Regions from separate parts of the Sus scrofa genome. Here region 1 is linked to region 2. The links are chromatin contacts, called in public HiChIP or PLAC-seq maps. All regions are on one chromosome and are shown on one strand. The core of a region is the stretch at or near the end of the contact, and the rest is flanking DNA. Distances in the headings are between cores, read along the strand shown.

Region 1 (3,310 bases), core at 533-3,032, 99 kb after region 2:
TCGGTGAGCGAGAAGCGGGGCCTTGGTTCTGCCTCTGTTCTCGGGGCCACAGCTTATGCCTCAACTGTCCTTAAAAATTCCAAGTTCATCAGCAGTCGTGTTAAAATTTTCCAGCTCAAAAGTTAGCCTTTAATGCGTATATTTTTTTGCTCACAGTTTGTTCAGTGACTATTCTTTTTAAGGTCTTTGACGTCTCTCAGGAAGACATCAGACAGTTAAACAGATACAAGCATCGAGTTAAAGCACCAAGACAGCCCAGCAGAGGCAGGCTGCTTATTGTGACCGGACAGAAGACACTATTAATGCGAGCCAACTGGACACAGCTCTCCAGATGCCCTGGGGTTGTGCAAGTCGCTTGTGTGAGCAGGTGCCTGGGTTTCCTTTGTTAGTTCTTCCTGGCGGAGCTGAAACATCCGAAAAGAATTGAAACAAAGCCACAGAAGAAACAGAATCTCCACACGCAATCCTCACGCTCAGCAAGTGTCTTCTGGTGTTTAACCAGCATTCCCTCTAGGGCTCTATTAATTTAAATGCCACTCAAAGGCCACGCTTGGAGTTCCTCTGTGGCCTAGGGGTTGGGGAATTGGCGTTGTCACTGCTATGGCTTGGGTTCGGTCCCTGGGTTGGGAACTTCCATGTGCTGCGGAGTGGCCAAAAAAAAAAAGAAAGGAAAAAAGGAAAAAACAGATGAGGGAGAGCTGGCGTTGGTGGCGTTGGTGGCGTTGGTGGGGGGAAGGCTCCCTCTCGGTAGCTAAGGGAGAGCAGAGACGGTCCCCTCCCCCCACCCCACCCCCAAGGCCACGCTGGATCCTGGGAACCACATCACGCTGTCTTTCTGGTCCCCTGTGTGTGTACAGACACACGTAGGGGCAGCTCTCAGCAGAAAGCAGAACTGCCCTGAGCACACACATGTGGACAGTGACTGCACCGGACAGAGGGCACCTTAGCAGCAGCTGCTAAGGGGATGAGAGGTTTTGCTAAGTGGAGCCACGCAGCTCCCAAAGAGCTGGATCAGGCCTGGAACCCACGGCTTCTCCCACTGGAAACCCAGTCTCCCTCCCCCTACCCCCGCCTCATCCCCTCTTGGGCACACCCAAGGCATGTGGAAGTTCCCAGGCAGGGATGGAAGCTGAGCTGCAGCTGTCCCTCCGCCACAGCTGCGGCAATGCTGGGCCCTGAACCCACTGTACTGGGTGGTGCCTGCACCACCACAGAGACAGCACTGGGTCCTTAACCTGCTGCACCACAGCGGGAACTCCGAGCCCTCTTCTCAAGATTCAGTGACGCTTGCACTGGGAGCCAATGCACTTCCGCCAGGTGGCTCCAGGTGGCTGGAAAACGGTCAAGAGTCTGGGCAATACGGGCCATGCGCGCAGAGCAGCTGGGGATTTTCTCCAGCTCAGCATCCAGAGGAGCTGAATTGCTGGGTCAGGTCTGCCAGCTGGCATGGGCTGGGCGGGGCTGGCACCTGGCTGAGAACAAAGCTTGACCCCACGGCTTTCTCCTTCTGCCCAAAGGCCCATTCTCCCTGGTCCCAAAGGGTCCGTGGGCATCCAGGACTGTCCCCAAGGGATCCCCTCCCCGGTCAAGCCTTCCAAACTCCACAGCTCATCATCTGCCCCTAGAGCCCCAGTGGAGCTGTGCCCACCAGGTTTGGCACGCCCTGCACAAACAGCCATTTGTGATAGGAGGGATGTGGACACATCGGGGGCTGATGTCATTATTACTGTTACTTTGTCACAACTTCCTCTAGGCAGACACGATGTCTAAACAGGAAAGACCAGCCTTCCTGTTTGGAGATCAGCGACTTCCAGAAGCAGCTGGCCTGCAGGGCTCCTCTCCAGCCCTCCTCCCCTTCCTGTGGTTTCTGAAGATTTCTTTTTAGTCTGGAAGACCAGTGGGAAATACCAATAAAAGCCCTGCGAAGGGAAGGAGAACCACAATAGGCTGAGTTCGCGGCCGCCAGTGCGGCCTGAGACATGGGCTCTGTTCCAGAAATCTCTCCCTTGCATTCTGCCCCCGCAGGGAGAGTGGTGGCCAGCCTGACTCCAGCACATGGCACAACCCGAGGAGGGGTGGGGACAAGTGTTCTGGCCCCCATGTGGCCTTCCACAGGCATTTCTGCCTTGGGCAGGGTCTGCTGGTCACAGGTGTGGACAGTGGGGCTGGGTGTGGATGAGGCCTCTGGCCTGGAGTCCACCTTCAGGGTTCCAGGGAGGCCAAGGGCCTTGTCCAGTATTTCCACAAAACCCTAAATTTGTTCACGATTTCACTGAGCAACTACCGTATAAGAGATGTTGCCCACAGAAGGGTCTCTGAGATACCACAGTGACTGTGTGTCTTTTTTTTTTCTTTTCTTTTTAGGGCCTCATGTGCAGCATATGGAGGTTCCCAGGTTGGGGGTTGAATAGGAGCCGCAGGGCTACTGATCTACACCACAGCCACAGCAAAGCTGGATTCTTCACCACTGAGCAAGGCCTGGGGCATCCTCATGGGTACTGGTCGGGTTTGTAACCCTCTGAGCCAATACGGGTCTTCCTGCCTGGCGGGACGAGGAGGCCCTTCGGCAGAATTGGGACCCGTGGGTCAAAGTTCCGGAAAGCAGATTTTGCATCAATACAAGAATGAAGCATATTCTCAATAAGAGAGCAGGCTGACTTTACAAAGGAGGGGCCTCCCATCCTTAGAAGTATTCGAACAGAAGCGGGATCACCCCTGCCTGCCGGCAGAATTAGAGCCAACCCCTAGACTAAAGGGGGCTCAATCTAGTCACCCCCATTCTAACTGTCCGGGCCTCCTGGGCACAGTTATCCTTGGCAAGTCCTGGCGATCCCCATTTTGGGGGACAGTCCCTGGCCGCTGTTGAGATGTGGGGGCTGGCAGGTGGACCGCTCCCTACTGAGGCACCAGGTGGGGCCATGGGGGGCGTTTCTGTCTCATGAAGCCTGGATGGAATGTGGGCCTCGAGGCGCCGTGTTTGCAGAGCCTGGCGCCCTGTCCGCCGGGCCTCTCAGCTGAGGTGGCGCTGGAGGGGCTGGCTCTTCTCGTGACCAAGAGAAGGATGTTCCCTCAGCTGTTTTCAAATCACTGTGAACTTCACACTGGGGGCAATTCTGGGATCACACTTCAAAGATGCCATGCGGTGTGGGCGTATGTGCTGTGTGTGTGTGTGGTGTGTGGTGTTGTGTGCGTTAGGTATATAGCATGTGATGTGTACGTATGTTGTGTGTGTGATGTGTGTACATATGTGGGGTATATCTGTGTGTGCATGTGGTATGTGTGAGATGTGTGCACGTGTGTACGTGTGTGT
Region 2 (3,096 bases), core at 165-2,664:
AACCTGAGGCGGGTGGCGACCTGTGCCACAGCTATGGCAATGCCAGATCCTTAACCTACTGCCCCGCAAGGAGCTTCCATCCGACACTCAGCCTAATCCGAGGTGTCTCTTTGGTTTGTATTGAATCACTCAACCTTTTTAGCAAACGGGGGACGTCTGCTTTTCAGAGTTTGCTCTGCACCAGTTCTGTCCCTTCGACTCTAACTGCTTTGAGTTCTGGGGTTGGATCAGAGCATCTGAACAGTACAAATGTTGTAACTCTTACAGCTCCGTACCCATGGTGGACAGACAGCCTTGACACACTGGCTACGTGAACATTTCTCATTTCTTAAAACTTACAATTTCTGACCACATCCCAACACAGGAAATAAAACTGGGTGTTTAGGATCAAAAGACAAATGAACTGCTTAACCTCTCAGCCTTTCAGAAAAAATATAAAACAAAGCAGCTAAAGTATATGAGAAAAATAGGACTCGGGGCAGAGGATGGCCCTTTGCTCTCTCAATTTCTATTTGTATATCATTTTAATCGCTATTTAACAGGCTCACTTATTTCAGGCTCACATACTCGATTCCACGAAAACGACTCACAGGGAACACACTAGGTGCTTATTATATGCTTGCCAAATGAGGACATGCTCCCATTTAACTGAAAAATAGGATTTCATTACCTTTGTGAGCAAACAAGAACGCCACGTGCACAATATAAATGTCATTTCAGCTCATCTAACATACTCAGGAAAGCAAATAGAATTGGCCAACATTTATAGTGGTAATTTAAGTAAGGAAGAGGAAAAGATTTATGAAAGATGTACCCAGACTCTTGCTAAGAGTTACTTTACTGATCCAATTCAAGTAAGAATAACAGGCAAAATTTGGTGTTTTTCTAAGTTTCAAGTAAATCTCAGCGTTCTCTCAGTCCAAGGAGGTCTTGCACTGTGCCTCATAACAGATACCTTGAGATATGTTTCTCAAGTTGCCTGTAGACTAAAGGATACCCCTGAGCCTTTATTCGCTGTGCCCTGCAGGGAGGAACCCATTTGGAGCTGCTCTAGGAGATCTGATTTGCTACTTCTCAAACTTCACAAAGCAGCGGGGAGTGGAGCCTGGTGTCGGATACTTAGCATTAGTGGGATACGTCTGAGTGTGATATTAAGAAACAACACGTTACCATGTAAATCAAACAGCTTTCAAGTGCTTTATGGTGATTGATCTCAGTTTGGGGCTTTATGGAAGACGTTTTAAAGATTCCTTCCCATTCTTGGGCCTCACCATGCGTGGAGGTGGTATTTTCTCATTTTCATTGATCTCGGTGGTGGTTTTTTTCCTTTGAGCTGCTAAGTTTTGAGGTTTTGAGAGGTGTGAAGTATCAGACATTCATGGTGTCTTTAGACGTGCTTGCGATCTCTTCAGCAACACACCGTAAGCTCGGTAACATGATCCTAGTTCTACTAGGGAAGAACTGTAGTCACACAGAGAGGTTGCTCGATTGTAAAGTTGCCTGTTTTGCGGTTTTAGTTGAGGCCAGATAATTTCAGATGAAATCTTATGGCCTAAAGATAGATCCGTCACTCCTTGGGGGTCCTGTTTATCACCAAAGCATCCTGTAGTTCATTCTGTTTTCATGGGGATGTGAGTCTAGAGAGCAGCCTGCCGTCTGGAGGTCGTCTGACTCTAGAATTAAAAATGCCGTCCGAAGCAGGAGTATTTTTTCTTTCATTTTCTCTTTCGTTTCCTTTGCCCTTCCTCTTTCTTTGCCTTCCTTCCTCCTTTTATTTCTTTTTTCAGCCACGCCCATGGCATGCAAGAAGTTCTGGGGCCAGGGATCAAACCCTCAACACAGCAGTGACTCGAGCCACAGCGGTGACAATGCCAGATCCTTAACCTGCTGAGCCGCCAGGGTTCAAACCCTCAACACAGCAGTGACTCGAGCCACAGCGGTGACAATGCCAGATCCTTAACCTGCTGAGCCACCAGGGAACTCCCTTTCCTTCCTATCTTCTTCCCTTCTTCCTTCTCCTTCATTTTTTTTTTTTTTTTTTTTTTTTTTTTTGGCACAAAACTTTAGGGAACTACTCTTTTACTAGAGGCTTGAGACTTCATGTTGGAGATTGACCAGGTGCTGGGGATATATTTTTCTTGAGGGCTAAATAAGCTCATTAGTCAAATTGGCCATAGCCTACACATTATTCAAATGATCCATGAGTAATTGAGGCTATGTGACAAGTTGTTTTGTATTCCCACAACACTGTTCCACATGAATCCTGCACTCTTGTCTCTCAAATTCATGTCTCATTAAGGATTTCTCTTCCCTGGACCCTCATCCCTGCCCCGTAAACTTCAAATATGATACAGATGAGACCTCTTTTCATTATAACCCCAAAGAAGTAAAGATAATCCAAATACTATAACACACACCCCTAATGTGGAGTTTTTGAATAGACAGCATTATTCTGCATTTCAAGCAATATTTCCTGAACCCATGCTGAATACTCTTCAGTAGCAATTGCTTGCTCTTATAAATTGATCAGCATTAATTAAATAAAGAATAAATCAATGGTCCTCAACCCTAGGAGTACATTAAAATCATCTGGGGAGCGTTTTAAAATGCTAATGCCCACACCCCATTAAAATATGAATTAAATCAACCTCTGGGCCCAGGGCCCTGGGTCTATAAATTTTTTTTATATAACTGAAGTGATTTTAATTTGCAGGAAGGGTTGGAACCATGGTAATAGACTTACAGCTTTGCGAATATTTGTTATATTTATTGTGTTTCCTTCAAGACTTGCTGCAGAGTCTAAGTGAATGTCTTGGCTGCCTGGTTCTTGCGTTAGATAACGGCTTATCAGAAGACTGTCTTCTAGAACTTTTTTGAAAGATTATAGATTAACATATTTTTTTTAAGGCCGCACTCTCAACTTGTGGAAGTTCCTGGAACTAGGGGTCGTGTCGGAGCTGTGGCTGTCGGCCTACACCACAGCCACAGCAACACCGGAACCGAGCCGTGTCTTTGACCGACACCGAAGCTCACAGCAGCGCCATATCCTAAACCCTGAGTGAGGCCAGGGATCGAACCCACATCCTCATGGATACT

Evidence for each region. HiChIP or PLAC-seq counts read pairs in DNA pulled down with a chosen protein or histone mark.
Region 1: an H3K27ac HiChIP or PLAC-seq map of skeletal muscle shows a contact between it and region 2. The contact joins two enhancer-like sites. A contact is called at or near these places in 12 of 47 Hi-C or Micro-C datasets (adipocytes, alveolar macrophages, embryonic fibroblasts and 7 more) and 2 of 2 datasets of contacts at active chromatin or transcription factors (alveolar macrophages and skeletal muscle).

The regions. Positions count from the first base shown.
Region 1 is chr10:11,739,754-11,743,063 of Sscrofa11.1, forward strand. No RefSeq gene overlaps it. Among named protein-coding and RNA genes, the nearest start is that of WDR64, 94 kb to the right of the region's middle. Within about 2 kb of position 1,783, at least 31 of the 83 cell types and tissues checked have an H3K27ac peak or open chromatin away from gene starts, as enhancers often do. A contact at or near this core is called in alveolar macrophages, mesenteric adipose tissue, omental adipose tissue and 2 more, where this site is marked.
Region 2 is chr10:11,640,922-11,644,017 of Sscrofa11.1, forward strand. All of the region lies in intron 1 of DISP1 (protein dispatched homolog 1), which reads left to right. Among named protein-coding and RNA genes, the nearest start is that of DISP1, 120 kb to the left of the region's middle. Within about 2 kb of position 1,415, at least 19 of the 83 cell types and tissues checked have an H3K27ac peak or open chromatin away from gene starts, as enhancers often do. A contact at or near this core is called in alveolar macrophages, mesenteric adipose tissue, omental adipose tissue and 2 more, where this site is marked.